Linked DNA regions of Gossypium hirsutum: regions 1, 3 and 4 are each linked to region 2. The links are chromatin contacts, called in public Hi-C maps. All regions are on one chromosome and are shown on one strand. Each heading gives the region's core, a stretch centred on a gene start, on an enhancer-like site or on the middle of the called end of the contact. The rest is flanking DNA. Distances are from core to core; before and after follow the strand shown.

Region 1 (2,700 bases), core at 148-2,647, 140 kb after region 2:
AGGGTGTGTAAGGAAGACCAAATTGCAGTGCGACAATGCTAGTGTTGGCAGGGGGGGACCAATTCTTAGAAAGCCGCAACACAACTTTCCCTGCACATCCACGAATTACGATAGCTGGTAGCAGCATGTAATGCAAATCAACCTGTCTAAAGAATCGCTCTTGTACTGCTTATGCTTATGCTTATGAAGACAATCACTGTTCTATTTGGATTGGAGGCCTCTTGAGTCTGAAACAACTTGGACAAGATGATGGATTCTAATATTTCTAATGAATCTAGTTCCACAAATAGGAAGAGAGTGATTGTTATTGCAATTGCTTTTTCAGTAGGACTACTACTTGTAGGCCTAATGATTCTTGCAATTATGAAAGGGAGGACACAAATATCACTCCAGAACCGGAAGAAGGTCCACTCATGGTCTTTGGATACAGAGATTTACACAAGGCAACCAAGAAATTCTCTGAAAAAATGGGAAAAAGGAGCCTTTGGAACTGTTTTCAGAGGGACTTTGCCAGATGGAAGTACTATAGCAGTGAAGAAGCTTGAGAGCATCAATCAGGGAAAGAAACAATTTCGTGCAGAAGTCAATACAATTGGGAAGACCAATCATATTAATCTCGTTCGTCTTCGAGGGTTCTGCTTGGAGGGTTCGAGAAAGTTGTTGGTATACGATTTCATGGCAAACAAGATACCAAATTGCCCTTGGTGCAGCAAGAGGACTGGCTTATCTCCATGAGAATTGTGTAAACAGTATCATTTACTGTGACATCAAGCCAGAAAACATTCTTTTAGATGTTGACAATTGTTCAAAATTGGCAGATTTTGGACTAGCAAATCTTCTAGGACGAGAGTTTAGTCGGGTCCTGTCCACCATGAGAGGGACAGTGAGTTATCTGGCACCAGAGTGGATATCAGGAGTGGCTATAACACCCAAAGCTGATGTTTACAGCTTTGGAATGATGCTTTTGGAACTTGTATCAGGAAGGAAAAACTCCGAACAAACAGTTTATGAGGAAGGTACATTCTTTCCACTTTGGGCTGCTAGACAAGAGAACGAAGGCACTTACCTCCTCAAACTCTTAGATAACAGACTGAATGGAGATGCCAATTTAGAAGAACTCTCTAGAACATGTAAACTAGCTTGTTGGTATATCCAAGATAATGAAATCCAAAAGCCATCAATGTGCCAGGTAGTTCAAATCCTAGAAGGGGTTATGGATGTAAGGTTGCCCCCAATTCCACGATTTCTACAAGAAATTAGTAATGATGAGGAGCACTGATTTTTGTTGACTGACTCAACCATAAGCGTGAGTTCAAAGGCGTAGGGCATGCTTAGTTGTCGCTACTCCAAGTAGAAGTCTTTCATCCTGGAATGATTTCACGAGGCATGGAAACAAAATACTGAAAACACATTCAACATGTTTAATTAAAAAAATTCGAACTCGATTTGATATTTATCGAGTAGAGCTCAAGTTATTGATTGAGCTGCATTCAAATTTGGTAATACTTGATTTGAATGGTTCATAAACTTTATCAAACTTTTTATTTTTAATATATTTTTTAAATAATTTTTTGTTTCTAAATTTGATAATAACCCTATGCTTAATTATTGTGTCTGACTTTAAGCTCAAATTTTAATAAGAAAGTTAGTAAATAAACTTAATCAAATTCGAACTTAAAAATACTTTTTTATTTGAGCTCGAGTGACTCAACTCAACCGGATTTCACCCCAAAGTCATTTTTACAAGTTTTAATTTCTTGATAGTAAACTCATGATTTTAAATACAGTGGCTTGTTATGGCTAGCTTGTACTTATAATTATTTACAAGATAAGTATAGTCAGAATATTTGGAATCTAAAAAAAAAATCAAAATTTGAACTAAAAATATTTTCCAAATATATATATATTAAAAAAAATTCAAGTAAAATTTACTCCTATCGAACGATTAAGAAAAACCAGGCAATTAGTGGAAATCAAACTCATTCAACAAGTGAGAATGAAATAAAAAATGAAATTGCAGCATTCATAATGAAAGATTCAAATAAGAAAAATTGACAACAAATTCACTATGCAGCTTTTTTGGTAGACCAGATATTGGGTTTAGAGTGCTGGGCTTCACCACAGCAGGACCATACATGCCGCCACGCATTCATGTCAGAGTCTTGGTAGCGCCGCCCAGTTTGATTTGGTTTAATGTAAGACAAGACAGGGGGAAATAAAGTCAATTAGGCAGTTGAGTGAATGGTGGGTAATGTTGCAAATGCAGTCCTGCTGGAACACCTCATTGTTTCGTCATTTAGCATAATCCAAATCTAACAACACAAAAGAAACTTTTTTTCAGGATATATCAAACAAATTAGATTTTGTCCAAGAACTTCATCAACCATCACTATCTCTCAGTCCAGGGCAACAAAGATATCTAATATCATACTAAAATAGCATAAAACCATAAAAAGTAGGCTAATGAATGAATCAATGGTGTTTAAATATTTTTTAACAACATTTTAAAATATCAAAACATAAAAGTTTTAATATGGGATTCACTTATGTTGGTGTAAAAAATATATTTTTATATGATTAATATTTTAACAATTCAACTATTATCGATATAATAGTACTCGTCATGTATGTAAATTTTCAAACCAATCTAGTATCCCTATCATATCAATTTAAAATAGTGTATATATTAATATTTATTGA
Region 2 (2,700 bases), core at 128-2,627:
GGAGCTAGGTGCAAAGCCAGGCAAACATTTACACATCAAGTCATTGTTACTGTTGCAGCTACCGAAATTTCCACATGCATTGTAGATACTGCATTTATCTCTAGGCTCAGCCCAAATCACGGACCAGATCTTCCTGGAATCCCACTTGAAATACTGAATTTGACCGGAGAAACTGATAATCATCCTTGTATCGCTGTATAATGACGAGGTAAGATGTGGCATGGACTCGTTGTGGAGTACAACAGTGGTAAAATTTGACAAAAAGAAAGAAATTGCTGATGGCATGGCTGAAGGCATCCCATCAGGGCCAATGAATTTACCAGAAACACCACTTTTCCAATACCTTGTTGTTCTTTTCCAAATAATGAACTGGTTTACTCTTTCTTGGTCTATCTGAAATGTGAAATTCCCTGGAGCTGGATCATCAAAACTTTTCCAAGAAGTTAGTACCATATTTTCATCCATTCTCATCCCTGGAAGAAATGTATCAGTGGGATTATGAAAACTCTCCCATATAATGCTTTCTGAGTGGCTTTCTTGTTCTTCATTGAAGAGCACCAGGTTCCCAGTATCTGTCAGTTTGGCTTTTTTATATCCAGAAGGCACTGCTTTAAGATTCGTTGACCAGAAAGATTCCCCATTTCCATTCAGCATCTTGAGGTTGCCATCTTCTCCAACAACAAAGACTCCACTATCATCTAAAAGTGGCTTGTCTCTATTGGCAACCCATACGACCGTTTGCGGGTTTGAGCCATAATACCATATCCCCAAGTATCTCCTGGTGTTGGAGCTTCCATTAGGAGGAAAAAATCCAAGTTCAAACTTTTTTCCTGGCGAAACCAGGCTATCTCCTTCACCATCACTGATCGAACTGTTTGATGTTATGGTCTCTTCAGCAGAAGAACAAAGAATGTAACTGCAAAACACAAGTGTGTGCAAAATTAATGAGGGTAGCATCTGTCTTAACAAACGATTCTTGCAGTAATGATTTTTGTTTTGAGTATCAAAAACTAGGGAGACAATCATTAGCTTAGGAACCACCTGTTGTGTAGAAATTTTCATATTCTCTTCTCTATGTAACAAGTGATGTGCTGTTGTTTTCCATTATCTAAAAACGCCCCCACCAAGCACAAGGCAGCTAATACTGTTCAGGAAATCGACTGTCAAGGATGATGGTGAAATATTGTCGCATATAGCTGGAATAGGATTTTTAAAAAGTGAATTTTCCCTTGTGATTTTACTCTTATGCTTTTCCAGGTACCACCGCCAATTGTATTTCGGATTCAATGTTGTTAGTCTAAAAGTAGTCCATTGCTGGTCTTTAAACCTGAAAAAAAAAACCCTCATAGGGTGTGTTTGATAGGGCTCCAAATCTCGATCTCAAACTATGAACACACCTTTATTTGGGAAACTTAAAAAGTTGAATTCTGGTGATAGAGGGGGTTGGCAATGGCATAGGTAAGAGTGGGATCAAAGGTGATTGGATGGTTTGGGCCAAGAAGTCAAGGCGCTTGGATTTTTTGGTCATTAGAAGGGACCCCCTTCACTTTAATTTGTGTTTTTTAGTCTTCTTCTGTGATTAAGATATGATCACTGATTTCGCGGGACTCCATGCACTTCCTCTTTTCACCATTTTAGCTTTATTACATTATATTAGATGAAAGCGACCCCATTTAGACTATATTGTCAATGTTTATGGCTTTTTTTTTCAAGTGTGGCAGTCGCTTTCATGATCCAATACCAGAAACTAAAGCAGCAAGTCGTTCAGTAAGAAATGGCAGCTACGTTGCAGGAAACATGGGGCCAAATGACTCCAAGCACCTCCCTCTTTCTTCCCCTTTCCTCCTTTCACCGTTTTTTTTCTGCTGCCAAATTAAAATTAAGATTTTGAGGATAATAAATCGGATTATAACTGAATTTTTTACTGAATTGAACAAATATTTTAAAAAAACTATTTTCAAAAGCTCCGATAACCCTGCTAGGTCATCTCGATGACTAATATGATCTTCTAAATTTGGGTCTAATGTGTAGGTCGGATTGGGGAGATTACAGGAATAGTGAGTGGTGTCAGTGTTTCCCAGAAGCGACTGTTTTTCATCTTCCTCGCTTAAAATCAGATCATAAACCCATCTTGTTATCCATGAACTCCCCCAAACAAGCTCGGAATAATAGGCCTTTTCATTTCTTAGCCCCTTGGGTTAATCATCCGTCTTTTGCACAACTTGTTCGTGACAATTGGAGATATGGGGCGGACATATCGGGTAATCTTGGCTCACTCACTACGGAACTAAAAAGATGAAATTCTAAGGTTTTTGGTCTTATTGTTAGAAAGAAACACTGGCTTGCTCATCGTATTGATAAGGTTCAAGCTGCATTAGACCGGAGGTGTTCAAGTTTCCTTTTGGAACTTGAATGTAATTTGCGTGTTGAGTATGAAAAGGTCCTTGATGAGGAAGATTTACTATGGAAACAAAAATTGAGAATAGATTGGATTCAGTTTGGAGACTAGAATACGAAATTCTTCCATAATAAGCACTCGTTAGGCAAAATTTAAACAGAATTTCTACTTTAAAAGTTGGAGATCTTTGGTGTAATGACATTGAGGTTCTTTAAGAGGAGGCAGTCTAATACTTCTCTTCACTCTACTCTTTGATGATCAAGCTCTTGGCTTGTTCCCTTTACATGGTTGTTTCCCGACTT
Region 3 (2,700 bases), core at 66-2,565, 170 kb before region 2:
AAAAGACAAAAGAATCTACCGAGAGAAAACAATAATCGAGGGCGAGGAAATCGTGAGAGAAAGCTATAACTCGACGAACGTGAAGAACAGATCGAGAGAAAACGACGACCAACTTGAGAGCTGCTGCGTGAATAGAAATCTTTGCGCCAAACAAACAGAAATAATAATAGAAATTATAAAATAAAAATGAAAACGAAAATTCTATCAAATCCCTCTTTTTATTTGGCTCTCCTATTATTTATTTATCTTTTTATTTTTTTCCTCCTCGGTGTTGTAATGTATTCTCTCGCCTTCGTGTTATTGGTCTGAAAGAGGAAACCTTCGTGATGTAAATTTCTTTGTATTTTTTCCCCCTTTAAACCATCTTTAACCTTTGATTGTGAAATTTACGGATTTAAGAGGTGAATTCTTTTAAAGTACAATAATACCCCTCTTATTTATACGTAATTACAAATGAGAACTGAGAAGGAGAAGTAGGACCGTATGTTGAATCGTATAATACTAGTGAGGACATTTTCGGAGTTTTTGACCCTTCAGCTCTTCAGTATCCCTCCTACGCCTTCAAACCAATTGACTCGGATTGTATTTTTTTTTTAATATTAATGGACCTTTTAGAATAATTATGAAATGTTCCAATAAAATCAACCCTAAAAAATATTAAGATCTTCATTTTATTATCAATTTCTAAAATATTGATTTTTTTTAATATGTAAAGGAAGACCTTTAATTTCAATCCATAAAAAGGGAAATTATCCTTTCTAAACTCATAATATAGCAAGTTGGAGCAAATTAAATAATGTGCCAAGGAATTTTAAATATAAAAAAAAATGTTAGATTTTGTATTAAACAGGAGACATTTACTAAATATGAAAAAATGATGAAATAAAATAAATATGATATGATATGATATTAAATTTAATATATAAAAATTATACCTATATTTTAATTTTAATTTTTTATGTCTACACAAAAAAAAACATACAAACAATAATTATAATAACTAAGATTTATTTGCTATATAAGAGAAGATCAAACCCAAAAAAATGAAACAATACAACATAGGGTCATTAATTCATAAATTTAATCAAAAAAATCCCGAATCAAATATTTTCTTTCTTGTTGTGCGAAGACGGACGATGGAGAGGAAAGTTGTCGGCGCCGGCGTCGGCAAGTGAGATTCTGAAAGTGCGTAGATTAAAAAGGGGGTTATATTTTTTGGGGAGCTGGGATATGATGCAGAGAAGGGGGATAAAGATGAAAGATGGAGAGTTTTGGGAGAGAAAAGTACTCTCGAATAACAAGGCTATGATTGTTGGGCTTACTTTAATGCTAAAAGTGGCGCAATTTATTGGATTTTCATTCATTTTTTTAATCGACTTGTATGAGCTACCATGTGGAAAGCCCAGCCGCCATAGTCTGCTGGTGCATCAACAGTCTGTAGGGATGTTCTATGCTTACTGGGCTTTGCCCAATGGAAGAGCTTTTCTTACCGCAAAAGCTATATATGTTTTTCTACTTTTCAAGTTTTCTAAAAGAAAATTAGCCCAGAATTAAATTTTTGGTATTTGAAAATTCAAGTCTTCAAATAAGTTTTAAATAATTTTTTTCTCAGACATAATTTTCTATATTACTCTTAATTAAGTGACCAACTCGGTTAGGGAAATTTCGGACATACACTTTCATAATTAAAATAAGTTATATTATTCGAAGGATTTTAATTTTTTAATTTTAAAAATAATAAATATATATATGCAAATAGTGGGATTTGAATCCGAACCAATTGCATTTAAAAACTTTAATTTACCACTCAATTAAAGTTTTATTTTTATTTATTTGTATATTTTAATTTTATTATGTACACTTTATTACCTCCATCAATTGTATATATTGATAATGTTGTTGATTGAGTTGGTGTCACAAGTCAGCTCAACACTAACTCAAGATTGATGACAACACTGTACGTTTTATTTTTTCAATTTAATATTGTACATATTGCACTTGTTAATAATTAATTTCAAACATTACATTTTAATTATTTATTGTATGTTATATTTAAACACCTATTTGTGTTCTAAATACATCGTGTCCACACACATATGTCATGAGTTGCGCAAAGGAGCTTATGACCAAGGCACACTTGTTAATAATTAATTTCAAACATTATGTTTTAATTATTTATTGTATATTATATTTAAACACCTATTTGTGTTTAGTTATCTTGTAGCTTTTCTATTCACTTTTTGCTTCTTCGCTCGAGAGTTTACTTCTGCTTTATTTTGGTGCCTTAGAGAATTTTCCTTGAGAATTTTTACCTTTTTAAGAGATAGGTTGACTTAGGCGGATTTGAAGCAAAGGAATCGCCTAAGGCCACACGGTTTGTCAGACTAAAGTTCTAACCCCTTGATAGTTGGTATCAAAGCTAATGTTCGGTAAAGCACTGATTAAGATAATGAAAGAAGTAGACAAGTAGATTGAGCCTAGGGAGACCCATGGGGGCAAGAAAGCTAATAGATCGAAGGATATGATGTCAGTTTTGGAAGGTATGGTTGTTAAATTTAAGGGCTCCATGGATGATGTGAGGGAGACCCTTGAGGTAATCGAGGGACACACAGCATAACTGGAATTGGGGAAAGATCAGTTCAAGGAACAAGTGTTGGGTTCCATCGATGCTAATGTGGAAGAGATGCAAAGGGCTATCAA
Region 4 (2,700 bases), core at 95-2,594, 140 kb before region 2:
AAAAAAAGGAATATTGTAATGAATCTAAATTTAAGAAAAATAATTTTAATAGTGTTAACAATTAAAAATGAACTGAATTTCAATTTTACAAAATGTACAAGGACTTATCGCATATTTAAAAAGGTTAAAATATGTCCATAATCCTTGTAATTTTCAAAAATTAAGAACTTAGTCCTTGTACTTGTATTTTTAGGAATTTAGTCCCTCTTTTTTTTAAATTTCAAAATTTAGGTCCAACTATTAAATTTTTTTGTTAAGTGTAGGTTAATTACAATATCTTTTTTTAATTACATGGCTACCGAGTGAGTAGTTTTTTAATTTCAAAATGTCACAACAAATTTAACTAAAAAAATTAATAGTGTTAACTATTGAAACTAAATTTTAAAATTTCAAAAGCAGAGAGACTATATTTCTAGAAATAGAAGTATAATAACTAAATTCTTAATTTTTGAAAAGTACAGGGACTATAAGCACATTTTATCCCTTAAAAAAATATGCGAGGGAGTAGAGGTGATCATGGGCCAGGCCAAAAAAAAATGTTTGGCTAGCATCCTAGGACCAGGCCCGGCCTGGCCCAAAATATGGGCTTGAAATTTTGTCCAGGCCCAGCCCGAGAAAAAATTCCTAAGCCCAAGCCCGGTCCGACCCGGTCCGTTTTTTTTAGTAAACACCAAAATTGTATAAAAAACCTACAAAATATAATCAACCAACTAAAATATCTATACATTAACCAATAACATATTTAATTTTATAACAAAATATAAATTGTAAGCTAAAATAAATTTTCAACAATTAAAAAGGAAGTGTCCTAAAAAGCAACCGAAGAAACATCATCCTCATCGTCCTTTTTGCAACCAATTTATTATATTCGGAAATGTGTTTTAAAAATAAAAAATAAAAAAAGTATTTTAAAATACTTTAAAATAAAAAAATAAAAAAATATTTATTATATATATTTATTATATAAATACTAAATGTCTAAAGGGAAATGAGAAATGTAATTTAAAAATAAAAATATATATTTATTATATATTTGGGTCGGGCCGGGCTCGGCCAAAAATTTTTTTGCCTAAGGCCCGGTCTATTTTCTAAACGGGCATTATTTTTTGTCCAAACCCATATTTCAAACTTATATTTTTACACAAATCCTATCATATTTTGAATGGGCTGTCGGGCCGGGTCGGATCACCCAACTCATAATCACCTTTACGAGGGAGTTAAGGGCTATGATTAGATTGAAAATGTAAGAATATCTCTTAACTCGTGAGAGGGTTAGCATATCAATGATAGCTTAATTATATAAAAGAAATATAAAAAATATTTAAGTATGAAATTGGGTGGTGGGGGGTGCACGGGTCTAGAGAGACTGGCGACGAGGAAAATGGGACGAGAGACAAGGAAAAGCCAACGAAAAAGCTTGGGTTCGAAGCTTTATAAGAGGGTCCTCCTCCCCTCTCCCCAAGAAAACTCACTGTTTTTTAGTATAATATATACAATTATTCCCACTTTTTTAATATTTTAAATCAAAGAAATTATCACTATATTATTACATACAAAAGTACTTTCTTTTAGCAAGAATGTCAGGTTGAGGTTAGTGGTCACACGACAACTGTTTATAGTTTATAGTCTCCCTCCCGCTCTCTCTCTCTCTGTCTTCTATTTTCTCTGGTTAAATTACTACTGGCCTTATGATATTCTAATATCTCTTCTTTGTCTTTACACACACACACTGTGACTGTCGCTTCTTGGTGTTGCACTCCTTTTTTAGTTTTCTCTATTACTACTCCCTCATTTTGCTGAACCAAAGTCAGTTCATTGACTATGGAATCTTTTCTTTTTCTTTTTCTTTTTGGATAATTTAGTCTGTATAATCGCTGGTTTCTATTTGTCTTCTTCCTCATCTAAAGAATTCTTATATATGGTTCTGTGACTTTTTCTGTGCTTCTCCTCACTTCCCTTTTGGCTTTGTCTTGTTGGGTGGTGAAAAAAGTTTTTTTCTTTTCGGTGATTTTCTGATACAAGTTCCAAAAACAAAAAAATCTCTTGATTTGAGGTGAGTTTTGTTTATTCTGGGTTATGGCAGTTTGCTGTGATCTTGAAGCAGATATCAATGGAGAGGAGACTTTCCTACTAGACAAGGTAATTATGTTCTTATAAAGTTATTTCTTTTATGGTAAAAAGGAACACCTTTTCTTTTAGGGTTTCTAGCTTTCTCTTCAAAATGCCAAAAAAAAAAGTTGTTATTATGAACATATAGTGTTTGAGATTTTGCATAGGTTATAGGCATGCTTTTGTTTTGTGTGTCTAAGATTTTTGCACTGTGAGAAATGTGGAATTTATTGTCACATTCTCTTGTAAATTTTACTCTCTAGAATTTTTCATTCTAAACATTTAATTCCCTACCTACACTGCAAAGATGTGGGTCACAAGTTCATTTAGCTCTTGTTCTTCTTTCTAGAGAATCACCATGTTCTCTCCATTTTAGTCCAAAAGTGTGTAGGGCTTTCTGTTCTGTTTTCTTTCACCTTGCCCCCCTCCCCCTTTTCATTTATTGCTGTTGTTAGGGTGCTTTAATGTTTCATGTCTCAAATTTTGTTTTTATTCACCAGTTTTTGAGTTGGACTTAAGGATTGCTTCCATTGGCATTCATTACCGTTCATTTCCCTTCATTACTGGGATGATTAGTTCACATCTTTGCAA

Evidence for each region. Hi-C and Micro-C count contacts between places; a contact is called where the count stands out from the background.
Region 1: a Hi-C map of leaf shows a contact between it and region 2, with 2.2 times the contacts expected there. The contact joins the promoter of LOC107909314 here to the promoter of LOC107886919 in region 2. A contact is called at or near these places in 13 of 34 Hi-C or Micro-C datasets (hypocotyl, leaf and petal).
Region 3: a Hi-C map of leaf shows a contact between it and region 2, with 2.3 times the contacts expected there. The contact joins the promoter of LOC107887775 here to the promoter of LOC107886919 in region 2. A contact is called at or near these places in 5 of 34 Hi-C or Micro-C datasets (callus and leaf).
Region 4: a contact with region 2 is called in a Hi-C map of leaf, with 1.5 times the contacts expected there. The contact joins the promoter of LOC107886913 here to the promoter of LOC107886919 in region 2. A contact is called at or near these places in 3 of 34 Hi-C or Micro-C datasets (callus and leaf).

What each region holds. Positions count from the first base shown.
Region 1 is chrD02:66,388,641-66,391,340 of Gossypium_hirsutum_v2.1, reverse strand. LOC107909314 (universal stress protein PHOS34) reads right to left here and starts at 1,397. Exons shown (of 3, transcript XM_016836792.2): 1 at 1-1,397. It also overlaps the pseudogene LOC107907783.
Region 2 is chrD02:66,529,506-66,532,205 of Gossypium_hirsutum_v2.1, reverse strand. LOC107886919 (G-type lectin S-receptor-like serine/threonine-protein kinase At4g03230) reads right to left here and starts at 1,377. Exons shown (of 8, transcript XM_016811019.2): 1 at 1-1,377. The coding sequence starts at 1,062.
Region 3 is chrD02:66,702,030-66,704,729 of Gossypium_hirsutum_v2.1, reverse strand. LOC107887775 (histone-lysine N-methyltransferase ATXR3-like) reads right to left here and starts at 1,315. Exons shown (of 22, transcript XM_041089038.1): 1 at 20-1,315.
Region 4 is chrD02:66,667,455-66,670,154 of Gossypium_hirsutum_v2.1, reverse strand. It overlaps LOC107886913 (BTB/POZ domain-containing protein At3g22104), which reads left to right and starts at 1,344. Exons shown (of 3, transcript XM_016811012.2): 1 at 1,344-2,139. The coding sequence starts at 2,077.